Regions from separate parts of the Mus musculus genome. Here all the other regions are linked to region 4. Evidence: chromatin contacts called from public Hi-C and Micro-C data. All regions are on one chromosome and are shown on one strand. The core of a region is the stretch at or near the end of the contact, and the rest is flanking DNA. Distances in the headings are between cores, read along the strand shown.

What was found. A called contact is a pair of places that touch in the nucleus more often than the background predicts.
Region 1: a Hi-C map of liver shows a contact between it and region 4, with 2.5 times the contacts expected there. The contact joins two enhancer-like sites. A contact is called at or near these places in 4 of 39 promoter capture datasets (the C10 cell line, embryonic stem cells, hippocampal neurons and 1 more), 5 of 15 datasets of contacts at CTCF or cohesin (embryonic stem cells, large pre-B cells, pro-B cells and 1 more), 120 of 484 Hi-C or Micro-C datasets (the 4T1 cell line, B cells, the BV-2 cell line and 55 more), 13 of 115 datasets of contacts at active chromatin or transcription factors (CD4 single positive thymocytes, CD8 T cells, T-cell acute lymphoblastic leukemia and 2 more) and 2 of 9 other capture datasets (adipose tissue and embryonic stem cells).
Region 2: a contact with region 4 is called in a Hi-C map of liver, with 2.9 times the contacts expected there. The contact joins two enhancer-like sites. A contact is called at or near these places in 45 of 484 Hi-C or Micro-C datasets (B cells, the BV-2 cell line, CD8 T cells and 26 more), 6 of 115 datasets of contacts at active chromatin or transcription factors (bone marrow-derived dendritic cells, cardiomyocytes, embryonic fibroblasts and 3 more) and 1 of 9 other capture datasets (embryonic stem cells).
Region 3: a Micro-C map of trophoblast stem cells shows a contact between it and region 4, with 3 times the contacts expected there. The contact joins the promoter of Cdkl4 here to the enhancer-like site in region 4. A contact is called at or near these places in 2 of 39 promoter capture datasets (both in embryonic stem cells), 13 of 484 Hi-C or Micro-C datasets (embryonic fibroblasts, embryonic stem cells and trophoblast stem cells), 4 of 115 datasets of contacts at active chromatin or transcription factors (all in embryonic stem cells) and 2 of 9 other capture datasets (adipose tissue and macrophages).

Annotation. Positions count from the first base shown.
Region 1 is chr17:80,623,954-80,626,653 of GRCm38.p6, reverse strand. It overlaps Map4k3 (mitogen-activated protein kinase kinase kinase kinase 3), which reads left to right. Exons shown (of 34, transcript NM_001290345.1): 16 at 2,540-2,598. Among named protein-coding and RNA genes, the nearest start is that of Cdkl4, 48 kb to the right of the region's middle. Within about 2 kb of position 1,378, at least 7 of the 459 cell types and tissues checked have an H3K27ac peak or open chromatin away from gene starts, as enhancers often do. A contact at or near this core is called in liver, where this site is marked.
Region 2 is chr17:80,682,682-80,685,381 of GRCm38.p6, reverse strand. All of the region lies in intron 1 of Map4k3 (mitogen-activated protein kinase kinase kinase kinase 3), which reads left to right. Among named protein-coding and RNA genes, the nearest start is that of Map4k3, 44 kb to the left of the region's middle. Within about 2 kb of position 1,316, at least 34 of the 459 cell types and tissues checked have an H3K27ac peak or open chromatin away from gene starts, as enhancers often do. A contact at or near this core is called in liver and trophoblast stem cells, where this site is marked.
Region 3 is chr17:80,576,148-80,578,847 of GRCm38.p6, reverse strand. It overlaps Cdkl4 (cyclin-dependent kinase-like 4), which reads left to right and starts at 1,364. Exons shown (of 10, transcript NM_001360143.1): 1 at 1,364-1,516.
Region 4 is chr17:80,824,889-80,827,588 of GRCm38.p6, reverse strand. No RefSeq gene overlaps it. Among named protein-coding and RNA genes, the nearest start is that of Gm33596, 17 kb to the right of the region's middle. Within about 2 kb of position 1,273, at least 61 of the 459 cell types and tissues checked have an H3K27ac peak or open chromatin away from gene starts, as enhancers often do. A contact at or near this core is called in adipose tissue, liver and trophoblast stem cells, where this site is marked.

The DNA of each region.
Region 1 (2,700 bases), core at 129-2,628, 200 kb after region 4:
CTGTGACTTCCTGCTGTTTTCTCATCTGGTATAGATAGACTGCAGTCTTCCAAAGTGACAAAACATAAAGAAACTACATACTTGTTGAGTATGTAATGTCCTTCCTTTCCAGTGTTTCACAGTGAGCTCTTTGTTCTTTCTTAGATCTTACCATTTTCTTAGAATTGTCACCCTAGATTTAGAATACTCTCCCCTGCCCCTCAGTGAAAGAACCCTGTGAGATCAGAACGTTTCACCATAAAGTTGCTTATACCCTTGGGTGGCTTTCTTGGATTGTTCTTTGAGTCCCAAGTTGAACCTTTCTGAGCTTACTGTATGTTTTCAGTACATTGTTCCTGCTTTAGCATTGTGGTATAATTAAACATTATCATTTATTAATTGTTTAATGCTGCTAAATTTTTTGATGTTTGCATGTTCAAGTGCATTCTGATTAATTTGTCTAAGAGCCAGAGGATGCCGTCATCTTGGTTATGTTGAGTGCTTTCTGAACATAATCTTGGTAGCATTTTTCTAATGTAGAATGGCTTCTAAATACTATCTTAAACTTTGTAGTGCATGATGTGGGGGGAGGGGAATACCGTGTTGAGGGTGGAGGTCAGAAGACAACCTTTAAGCATTATTTCTCCTCCCTTGCCACCATGGTAGCCTTTGTGTTTTAGCTTTGCTTGCTGGACTGCTCATCAGACTTGGTGATTACATACTCCACAATTTACATACTGCATTGGCCTGAGTGCACATACGTCTATGCTTGGTTTTTTTATTACATTATCCCTTTAGTTATTTTAATTCCTGGGCTTGATAGATTTTCATTTTCTGGTTATTACTGTCACCTGCTCTCGATTGTCATCTCTCAGCTAAGTGGCCATTCCTGTACATCAACAGAAGCCATATCCCTCTGCACACATGCATACTTGTGAAGCTGTTGTTTAGTAAAAGTTTATTAGATTGTACTGACTGAAGCCACCACCTCTCTGCTTGGTTATCTGTCCCTGAAGACAAGTTTAAACCTAGAAGTGCCCATAGAGAAGAGTACACTATTGGCTGAATTCTAGTGCATAAAGTTTAAAGTCGTGACCACTAAAAGTCAAAGTGATGCAATTTTTGCAAGCTTGTCACGTGGTACTGTGGTCCTATTAGAATATGTCACAACTTAAAGGGGACAGTCCTTTTCCTCTAGAATTCCATTTGATACCACTATGACGATCAACTAATCTTTTCCACTTATGATGTGTTATCCTTGCTGTCACTAGTAAGAACAGTTACTGTATGCACGTCTGAGCCTAAACATTGAAAGGGACAAAGTTTGAGCCTTGTACACATCAGTCTTTTCATTTTCACTGATATGTTTTTGGAAAGGCCTTGAAGTTTCAAAGTACAGTGTGTTGTGTGGAATTGTGTAATACTAGACTTAACAGATTCCAGACTTGAGATGTCTGTGGTCCTGCATATCTGTACACTGGGAAAGTATTTCTCTGTTTCCAGGAAGTGACACAGGTGACATCTGTGATTGTCACTCAGAGCACAGTCTGTGTGTCAGGTGCTGGGTTACAGATTTGCCTTTTTTGTGTCTAAGGAGTTCATGGCCTGGCTGTTTTAAGAGACTTGTAGGCAGATTAAAATTCAGAGTGCATGCTACAGAAGATCTGGGTAACTGTGGCAACATAAGAGCTGTCTCTGACTCTGGGAGGTTCTTCCAAGGTTCTTCCTCTGTGAGCCCTGCCTGCTGCGTTTTCATAGAAGATCCTTTTAGTGGTCATTGGAGTACAGCGGCTTCTTTAAAAGAGGGGAAAGGCAGCTTGGTTCTTACATGGTTGGTGGATAGTACATTTTCCTCAAGAAGGTGTTTGAGTAGAGCCTGTATATTGCTCATTCTTCTGAATTTTAATTCTTAGCTCTCTCCAGTGTGCACTATTCAGTCAAAATGTTTTTGTAGGCAAGGAATTCTCAATATTCATTTAAACTTCACTGTTTTAACCTTAAAGGTCTTCCTAAAACCTCCTTTAGTGCAGTGTCTGGGCTTGTACTAGTTCACTGCATACCTCACTTCTGCAGTAGTGCCCAGCTTTATGTCTTTAAAACATTAATTAATCACTTGCATGAAGAAGCAATAGAAATATGTGAATGTGTATATATACACACGGCCATTCTAGATGCCACACACAAGTCAAGCCAAGATGGGTTTTGTTGATTATTCTGTTTGTTTGTTTGTTTGTTTGTTTTGCTTCATTGTAGCTTGACAATGCTTTATTTGAGCCTTTTTCTTTCTACAAGCTAATTTTTACAAATACTAATTACAATAGATAGCAACAGCCATAAATAAAACTTTTAGATGTCTTTTGGAAAAATTCCCAGAAAAATATTCAAATAATCAAGATATCATATCTTATATTGTTGGAAATGCCACCTTGTCTTCCTTTTAAGAGTATAGAGCAATACAGATTTATTTGGGGCTTGGGGATTTTCTTTTTAAAAAGATAATGTATATTAGCGTATAGTGATTGCGGCCTGCTGTGCTAAGTCTTCTGCTTCCTGCCGCTAGGATCTGCAACTAGAGTACGGACAAGGACACCAAAGCCATTGCTTCTTAGGTGGCAACAAGTAAGTAAAGTTCTTTTGAAACTTAAATTCTAAGTAATTGTCTTCAATATTATATTTTATATTTAATATTTAAGGTAGTAAATTTTATTGAGCCAGTATATG
Region 2 (2,700 bases), core at 67-2,566, 140 kb after region 4:
TCCCCTGAGTCTGGGCTGGGGCCTCAGCCCATGGGATGATGCCGGCTACAGTCGCCGGTGGTCTTCTTCCTCACTTATAATCTCTGCAAGCACAGATATGCCCAGAAACGTGTTTCCTCAGGGACCCTAGGCCAGTTGAGTTGACACTGAGGATTAACTACCTCCTTCTGTATCCTTCAGCGATGAGTAGAAAGCCCGACTGTATTTCTCTGCAACGTGATAGTATTTGTGAATAAGAACATTCTGAGTAGCAGGAGCACTAACCAGTGACCCCGTGTTGCTCAGTTCCATTTAGTGAAACATCCATACTACTCAAGACCCCAGGGACGGGAGAGTGGGAATGATCGCTGTGGGCTTAGGGGCTTGCTTTTGTTTTGGTGCTGTGGTGAAATATTCTAAAATTCAGCAGTGATGGTGCTCCACTAACTAATCTATGAAGTGGCCGCAGTGAGGTCCTCAGTGAAAGGGAAACTGCTGTGGAGTCCTCTGAGGGCTGTCAACAAACAGCAAGGTGTAATGCTCATGGCAGGCCACTTCAGTGTCTGCTTTTAAGAAGTATGAAAATTCTATTGCAATACTGACTTTGGTTTTTTTTTTTTAAAGTTCATACATGCTAATATCTTGGAATGTTAGCCTTGCTCATTTGAAAACTAAATTGCTTGAGCTGAATCAAAACTGATAAATCCAGAATAAATATTTGAGATATTATTGACTTAATCCTGAAATAAGTGATTTTTTTTTTTAAAGATAGGGTTTTGCTACATAGTCTTGATTGGCATTGCACTCTCGTACTGCCTCGGCATCTTAGTTACTAAAATCCCATGTCTGCAGCTACCAGTGTGCCACACAATCATAATGCATTCAAAACTCCATGGTTTCTGATGAGAAAAGGCTCTGAAATAGAAGTCCCCTGACTTCCTTTGGACCTCTACCCCGCCCTCACAGAGTATTACCAAGTAAGATACACTGAGTTGCACTGCAGAAAGCAGGAGGAGGGGGAGCTCTTAAGCCGCCTGGCTCCGGCCACTGGAAAGAGAGCACCAGAAGTTAATTATTCATCCCAGAGAGACTGGGGTTTGGAACTGATACCTTATAGCAAGTTTTTGACAGACCTTTTGAATTAATAAGTCAAAGAGTAGTGACAGACCCTCTGAAAGCATAGTGACTAGTGGCTTATTTCACCTGCTCACTAGGAGTTTACTGTCATGATTTCTCAGCTGAATATGGCTAATGAGAGCTCTGAGTAAATCAGCTCTTAGCCAAGTATTTTGAGTGCAGCAGCCATTTTGAAAGGACATTTGTGACTTTGTCCATGAAGAGTGTGCCCTCCTGTGGCCTCTGGGAACAAATTTTCAGCTCTGATCAATCAGCTTCACGTTGTGATGTCACACAGTGGAGTCACCATACCTCTTTTCAGTAAACAAGTGAGACTTTTGAACAGGTCTGATTAGAGATTCACTGAGTCAGGAAGTAGCATCCGGTTTTATTTTCGATGCCCAGTGTTTCCCCCAGGTCACCATGTCCCTGTTTGCAGATGCTCCACAGTGACATTCCAGGTTCATTGTTTATGTGATGTCTCATCCTGGAGAAAGGAACAGAATTTACTCAGTGCTGTTGGGGGGTTTGTCACACTTAAAAGAAAGGAACTTTGGCTAGAAGTACTCAGATCTGTTTTCCATTGTCTCCATATGGGCATCGTGAGTATTTGTTAGTGATGAAGATTATAAGTTGAAGAATTTTTAAAAACTTTTTTATATGTATATTTGCCTTATGTTTGTGTTGTATGTGCCTGGTGCCCATGGGGGCCAGGAGAGGGCATTGAATCCCCTGGAATAGGAATGGTGGAGAGCCGTCATGAGGGTGCTGGAAAAGCATCCGGTGCTTTTAACCGCTTCACCATCTCCTTCAGCCCTAAAGATAAGATTTTTAAATGAGTTTTCCCTGCATTTTTTAAATTTTTAACTTTCTATAGGGAATATATTAGTTACTTTCCTACTGCTTTGTTAAAACACTGTGATGTAAGGAACTTAGAGAAGAAAGTGTTTATTGGATTGGCTTTTCCAGAGCGTTGGAGTTCATGAGGAGGGAGCGAAGGCATGGGGTAGAAACAGCTGAGAGACCGTGAGCAGGAGGCACTGAGGGCACTGGAGATGACCGGAGGCTTTGAAACCTCAGCCTCCCCCACCCATGACACATTCTCCAACAAGGTCATTCCTCGTCACCCTTCCCAGACAGCCAACTGGGGACCAAGTATTCAAACAACTTAGGCTTACAGTGGGGTGGGAATCACACTCAGATACCACAAAAAGAATCTTTTGGATTTAAAAAAAAAATTAAGGCAGAGTCTCACTTTGTAACCTTGGCTGACCTGGAACTAACTTTGTAAACCAGGCTAGCCTTGAACTCGTGTCAACCGACACACCTGCCTCTCCCTCTCATCAAATGAAGTGCTAGGATTAAAGGTCTGTGCCACCACGATGACTCTAAAAAAGTAGTGTGTGGCATATGTATAATGTGTGTTTGTGCATGTTTGTGTGTGTTGAGGTCAGAAGTTGGCATCAGTGTCACCTATCAACTGCCAACATACTTTCTGGAGCAGAGATCATCCGGATGCTGGGATGACAGGCATGTGTAGCCATACTCGATACCTGTGCCCTGCTTTTCTGTGGCTGCCGAGGACTTAGACTCAGACCCTATTGC
Region 3 (2,700 bases), core at 115-2,614, 250 kb after region 4:
ACATCCTTGGTAGAAGAAAAGGAACTTGATATGCAGGGATGGGCTGACGGGTGATGCTATAGTTGAAATGCAAAAATGCCGCATGTTCAAGGAACGGTGATGTTAAATGCAGTAGAGCTTTGAGTGTGTGGACAAGGACCTGGCACAGAACCAAAGTGGGCCGGTGAAGAGTCTCTGTGTAGATGAGTAGCTTGGAGAAATGGGGAGCGAATGGGGAGCATTCACAACTGTGGAGACAGGAGACTCAAGTTCAGAGTCTTGGCTACGTAGCAAGTCCCAGGTCAGCCTAGGCAACATGAGATCCTATCTCACAAAAGGTGGAGAGGAGCCAGTCCTTGTGATCTTTAATCCCAGCACTTGGGAAGCAAAGGCTAGCAAATCCCTGAGTTTGAGGCCAGCCTTTTGTACATAGCAAGTTCAAGGACAACCACCAGGACTGCATAGAGACCTTGTCAGACTGGGGAGACAGTGGATAGAGATCTCCATGCAAGTGGAAAGACTTGAGTTTAAGTCCCTAGAATCCCTGTGAGCTGGATGGACTCCATCTGTAACACCAATGCTCTTGGGGCAAGATGGAGAGACAGGAGAATCTTTCCAAAAGTCACAGGCCAGCCCCCCTGTCATACACAAAAGAGGACAAAGACCCTGTCTCAAGGTGAGAAGCACGCACCACACACACACACACACACACAGAGTCCAGTAAAGATGGAATTAGGCCAACATGTTTGTATGTACATAAAGTGGACTACTGGTGCACCTGATGAGAAATGTTTTCTAGCATACAGGCAGAAATTATATAAAAATGGGTAAATGTGAATTCTGGTCTTGAATGAGTGAGGTAAATGTGCTTCCAGATTTCATTCCGTTTAAAATGTGATCCTTGAGCATATTCCTGAGGAAATGAGGAGGTGAGGTACAGGAGGAAAGGAGACACCTACTAAGAAGGGAAGATCAGACAATACATACATACATACATACATACATACATACATACATAGCATATGGTACGTGTGTGTGTGTGTGCGCGCGTGTGTGTGCGTGCGCGCGCATGCGCGCGCCTTGGAGTTCAGTTTATTCTGTGGGTAACGACTGAAATTAACATGTTTGTTAACATGTTTGTCTCGATGCCACATTCAATGATATCTGCCTTGCTTTCTTCCCCACTGGGTGACAACCCCCCCCACCCCCGCCCTACTCTGAATCTGCCCAGGGTCTCTGGAGCAGCGTCTCGCTGAGTTACAAAAATGGCGTTAATGAGCCACGGCTGACTCTAAACAGCTCAAGGAATAAGGTAAGAGCTATGGGTGATGGATGGAAGGTAACCCTGCCAGGGAACGAATCGAATAGAGAGAGCGAGCAAGTTGTGTGGAAGCTGCGCAGCCTGCGCGTCCTGGTTGCCCTGGAGACACCGCAGAGGCTCGGTCTCTCGGGAGTTCTGTGGTGGCAGCAGACTGCGCGGGCTGGGGCTCCCCGAAGCTGAACACCATTGTGTCACCGTCGCCGGAGGCTGTGCCGTGTAAGTGCAGGTTCCCTGGCGGGGGAAGGCGGAGAGCAGGGTCTGCGGGGCTCGGGAGGGCGGGGGTGAGGGGGCGCACCCGCGGAAGAACGGGCCACCCGTGGTCTCGTGGGCCGTGGGGGTGCCAGAGAGGGACAGGGACGCACCTGTGCATCTAGACACCTCTTGTGGCCTGGACGCAGGGGAAAGTGAAGGCTCAGAGGCTTGGAAATGAAGTGAGTTTTTGCCAAACTTCCAGGTCTTTTTGTCACACGCCTGAAGCGTGGGGACATAAAGAAAATGAGTTGTATAGATTGTGTAAATGACGTGGTGGGCTTAGTTTGTGAGAATCTAACGAGATCGATTTCGTTGACGGGAACACCTTCGTGCACAGGTGTGTGCTTTTAAATTGTAACTCGCAAAGACAAGTCTGAATGATCCGTAGAATCCATTTTCCGATCAAGTTTATTAAACATAATGCATGTTTGGTTTTATTGGAAACAGTTAACTACAAACTGTGGGTGGCATCCTCAGTGAGCTTCCCGGCTCTGAAACTGTCTCTGCCCCTCCACATTTCTAAAGCCAGGGATTGGTGGTGGTTGGTTTTTGGTTTCCTGGGACCTCTTAGGTTAGGGGAGTTCTTTGTCCACCCTTCCTCGCCCTCTGTCTTGATTTTGTTTGCCTTTGTATTCCTTGTACTTCTTCAGCCCCCAGGACTTAGTTTGTGAAACAGTCTTGAAAACTAACCGAGTGTTCTTTTCTCCTGTGTACTTTATTTTGTAAATCATTAATAGTGAGGAAATTCCGTAGCAACTTTCTAAGGAATTTTTTTTTTCCATTTTTTATTAGGTATTTAACTCATTTACATTTCCAATGCTATACCAAAAGTCCCCCATATCCACCCACCCCTAAGGAATTTTAAAATCCCGCTATTACACTTAAACTCAGCCCCTGTCTGTGGGTCTTAAAATCACTGGTGACCCCCAGCCTGCTTTTGTCCTTGGCCTTTGTAGATAGAACTCTATTAACTCAGGGTCAAATACTTATAAATTCTGAAGTTAAGAAGGTACACCACTTGAAGCTAAAGGTGACTGATAACTATGGCAAATATTTTCAACCCACAGCTATATTCATTTAATCTTGCCCAAACACAGTGGTAATAATAATCAACATATTCTTGCAGGTTTTGCTTTTAAAAAGAAAAT
Region 4 (2,700 bases), core at 24-2,523:
ACTGGACCTCCTGGAACTAGAGTTACAGACAGCTGTGAGTCACCACGTGGGTGCTGGGAATTGAATGCTCTGAAGCACAGCAATTGATCTTCGATCTTCGCCACTGAGCTACCCCTCCAGCCCTTCAGCGTGCTTTTAAAAGGCTACACGCTGCAAACCTTTTTCACCAAGTCAGTTTCAGATCATCTTAAAGAGACTCAATTTACAAACAACAAGAAAGCTATTAAAATCTAAAGGACGCTTCCAAGGTCGCGAGAGAGCCCCCCGTAACCCATGGCCCTATTCAACAAATGCAGAGCCAAGATGGGAAGTGCGAAACCCACTCAAGACAGAAATAAAGATATCACCACTGAATCTTCTAGAAAGTTAGCCATCCATAAAGAGTTCCCTAGCAGTGGGCATGAGCCCTAGAAAACACTAGAAACATGCGTCTTTAATAAGGTGATGAATAGAAATGGTCACGGCCCTGAATTTGGGGGCAGAATCATAGGCAAATAAGCATGCACACTCTTCCTACTGTCGCCTCTGCTTCAGAGTCGGAGATTACCGTATGCCAAGGAGAATGGGGAAGAGCTGGGAGCATAGTTCTGGTGGCAGAATGCTTGCCTAGCACGAAACCCTGGACTCCATCCCCAGCACTACAGGAACCTGTTCATGGTTGCACATTCCTGTAATCCCAGCAGGATATAGGAAGATCAGAAGTTCAAGGGCATGCTTGGCTACATATTAAGCTCAAGGCCAACTTTTGAGAACTGATCTCCAAGATGAAAGGAGCAAAGAAGAGAAGGAAGAAGGGGAAGAGGAAGAAGGCAGAGGAGGAAGAGGAAGAGGAGAAACACAGAAGCTAGAGTTGTAGATAAAAAAAAATTAAAATTAAAACAAAAACTGTGCCCTCAAATCCCTCGGGATTCATAGTTCTCCTACCCCACCCAGAAACTCTGCTCTCCAGGACTGGAGGGGGTACCCACACTCTCTGCTGTGCTTCCAGACCTCATCAGGGTGCCCATCTCTGGCCATGGCCCAGGTGACCTAACCAAGGTGCCCATATCTGGCCATGGCCCAGGTGTCCTTGAAAATTGAGAGAAATGTCAAGGGAAGCCAGATTCTAGCGAAAAGCTCCAGGAGGGGAAATTGAACGCAGCCAGGGACCCTAAAATCACGTTCTATTGCCGACTCCCATCCCAGCTTGGGTTTCCTGGCAGGAATGAGGAAGGACCTTCCCGGGAGGCTTTCCCAGGAGTTGGGTCTATTTGTTTATAACATGCTAGGTTATTCTTAGATGCAAATGTTTCACAAGGTCGCCGAGATAAGGCAGATACAAAGGTCAGACAGCCAGTCTTAAGTGGGGGCGGGGGGAGACACATGTAGAGTGGGAAAGAGACCGTACATTGTCTCGAGGCCTCTGGGGGCCAACAATGTACTGGGGTTTGCCTAGGGCTTTAGACAATTGCTCGGGTGGGAAGCAGGAGTGGGGGTGGGGCAGGAAGCCCAGAAAAGGCAGGGAGAAAAACCAGATGTGGTTGGTGTGAGTTACCCCAATAGAAAGATCTTTTCACATGAACAGGAAGAGGGAGGGAGTGCTACATAGATTATTCTTGGCACTTTAAATTTCTTTCCTTTTCTTCTTTCTCTCAACTCCTTTCAAATGGCCTGTGCTCGCTGAAAAAAATAAAAAAATAAAAACCAAACGCCAAATAAATTTTCCTTCTCTCTGCAGAGCTCCACGGGCAGACATTCTGTCACTGCTTGTTATGAAGTAATTTCTGTTGGCGAAATGTAACACACACACACACACACACACACACATGCCTTCTCTTCTCTTCTTCTCTTCCAACTCTGGCTGCCGTCTGCACTCCCACATCGTTGTTTGACAAGACGTACGTATCAGGTCACAGAGAGTGTTCTCTGCACTTTCCACCAGAGCCCAGGAAGTGGGGTAAAATGGAAAAACCAAGGAGAGCCAGCCAGCCAGGGGCGGATCACGAGCCCGGAGGCCCTACCACCCAGGCAGGGCTGTGCTGGCTCATTACTGTGCTGCTCCTAGAAACCCTTGCTGAGACCAGAGTTCCTTCAGCTTTTATTGTCACTATTAAGAATATTAATGGTCCAAGGATCCCGAAGGCCGATGAGCATTTTCTTGAAATGCTTTTCCCAGGGTTGAGGCACAACTCTGTGTGACACATCATTAAATCCCACTGGCCACTCACCCAGCAAGGGCAAAGAACAGTAGACTCCTACCAGTGAAACAGAGTACAAAGAGCATCCTTGCCAGCCTGCGCCTGTTGCTCCAATTACAACTGCAGCTCCATTAGCAAGGGGACCCATCACGGTAGCGCTCTGGGGTCAGCATCCTGAGTCCCAGATATAGAAATCTTATCTGTAATCCTAAAATGTGTTTAAGGGCCACACCCTTCTCCTCCTAGGAGATTCTCTCTGCTCTCTATTCGTTGCTTTGCAGCTGCTCTTTCCACATTGGCACTGGGAACCCAGTTGCACTTCTCAAGGTCTGGGCTCAGAAACGCAAGCTGCTTTCAAGCCCAAGGCCTCCACATGGAACTCTTCCTTAGGGTAGAGCAGCGCCACGACCGGTCAGTGAGTGAAATACAGAGGCTTCCTAAACCCAAGGTATCAGAGCCCATAGGGAGCCACTCCTGGACCACTGTTGGAGAGATCAATACAGCGACACTAAGCCAGCGTTAG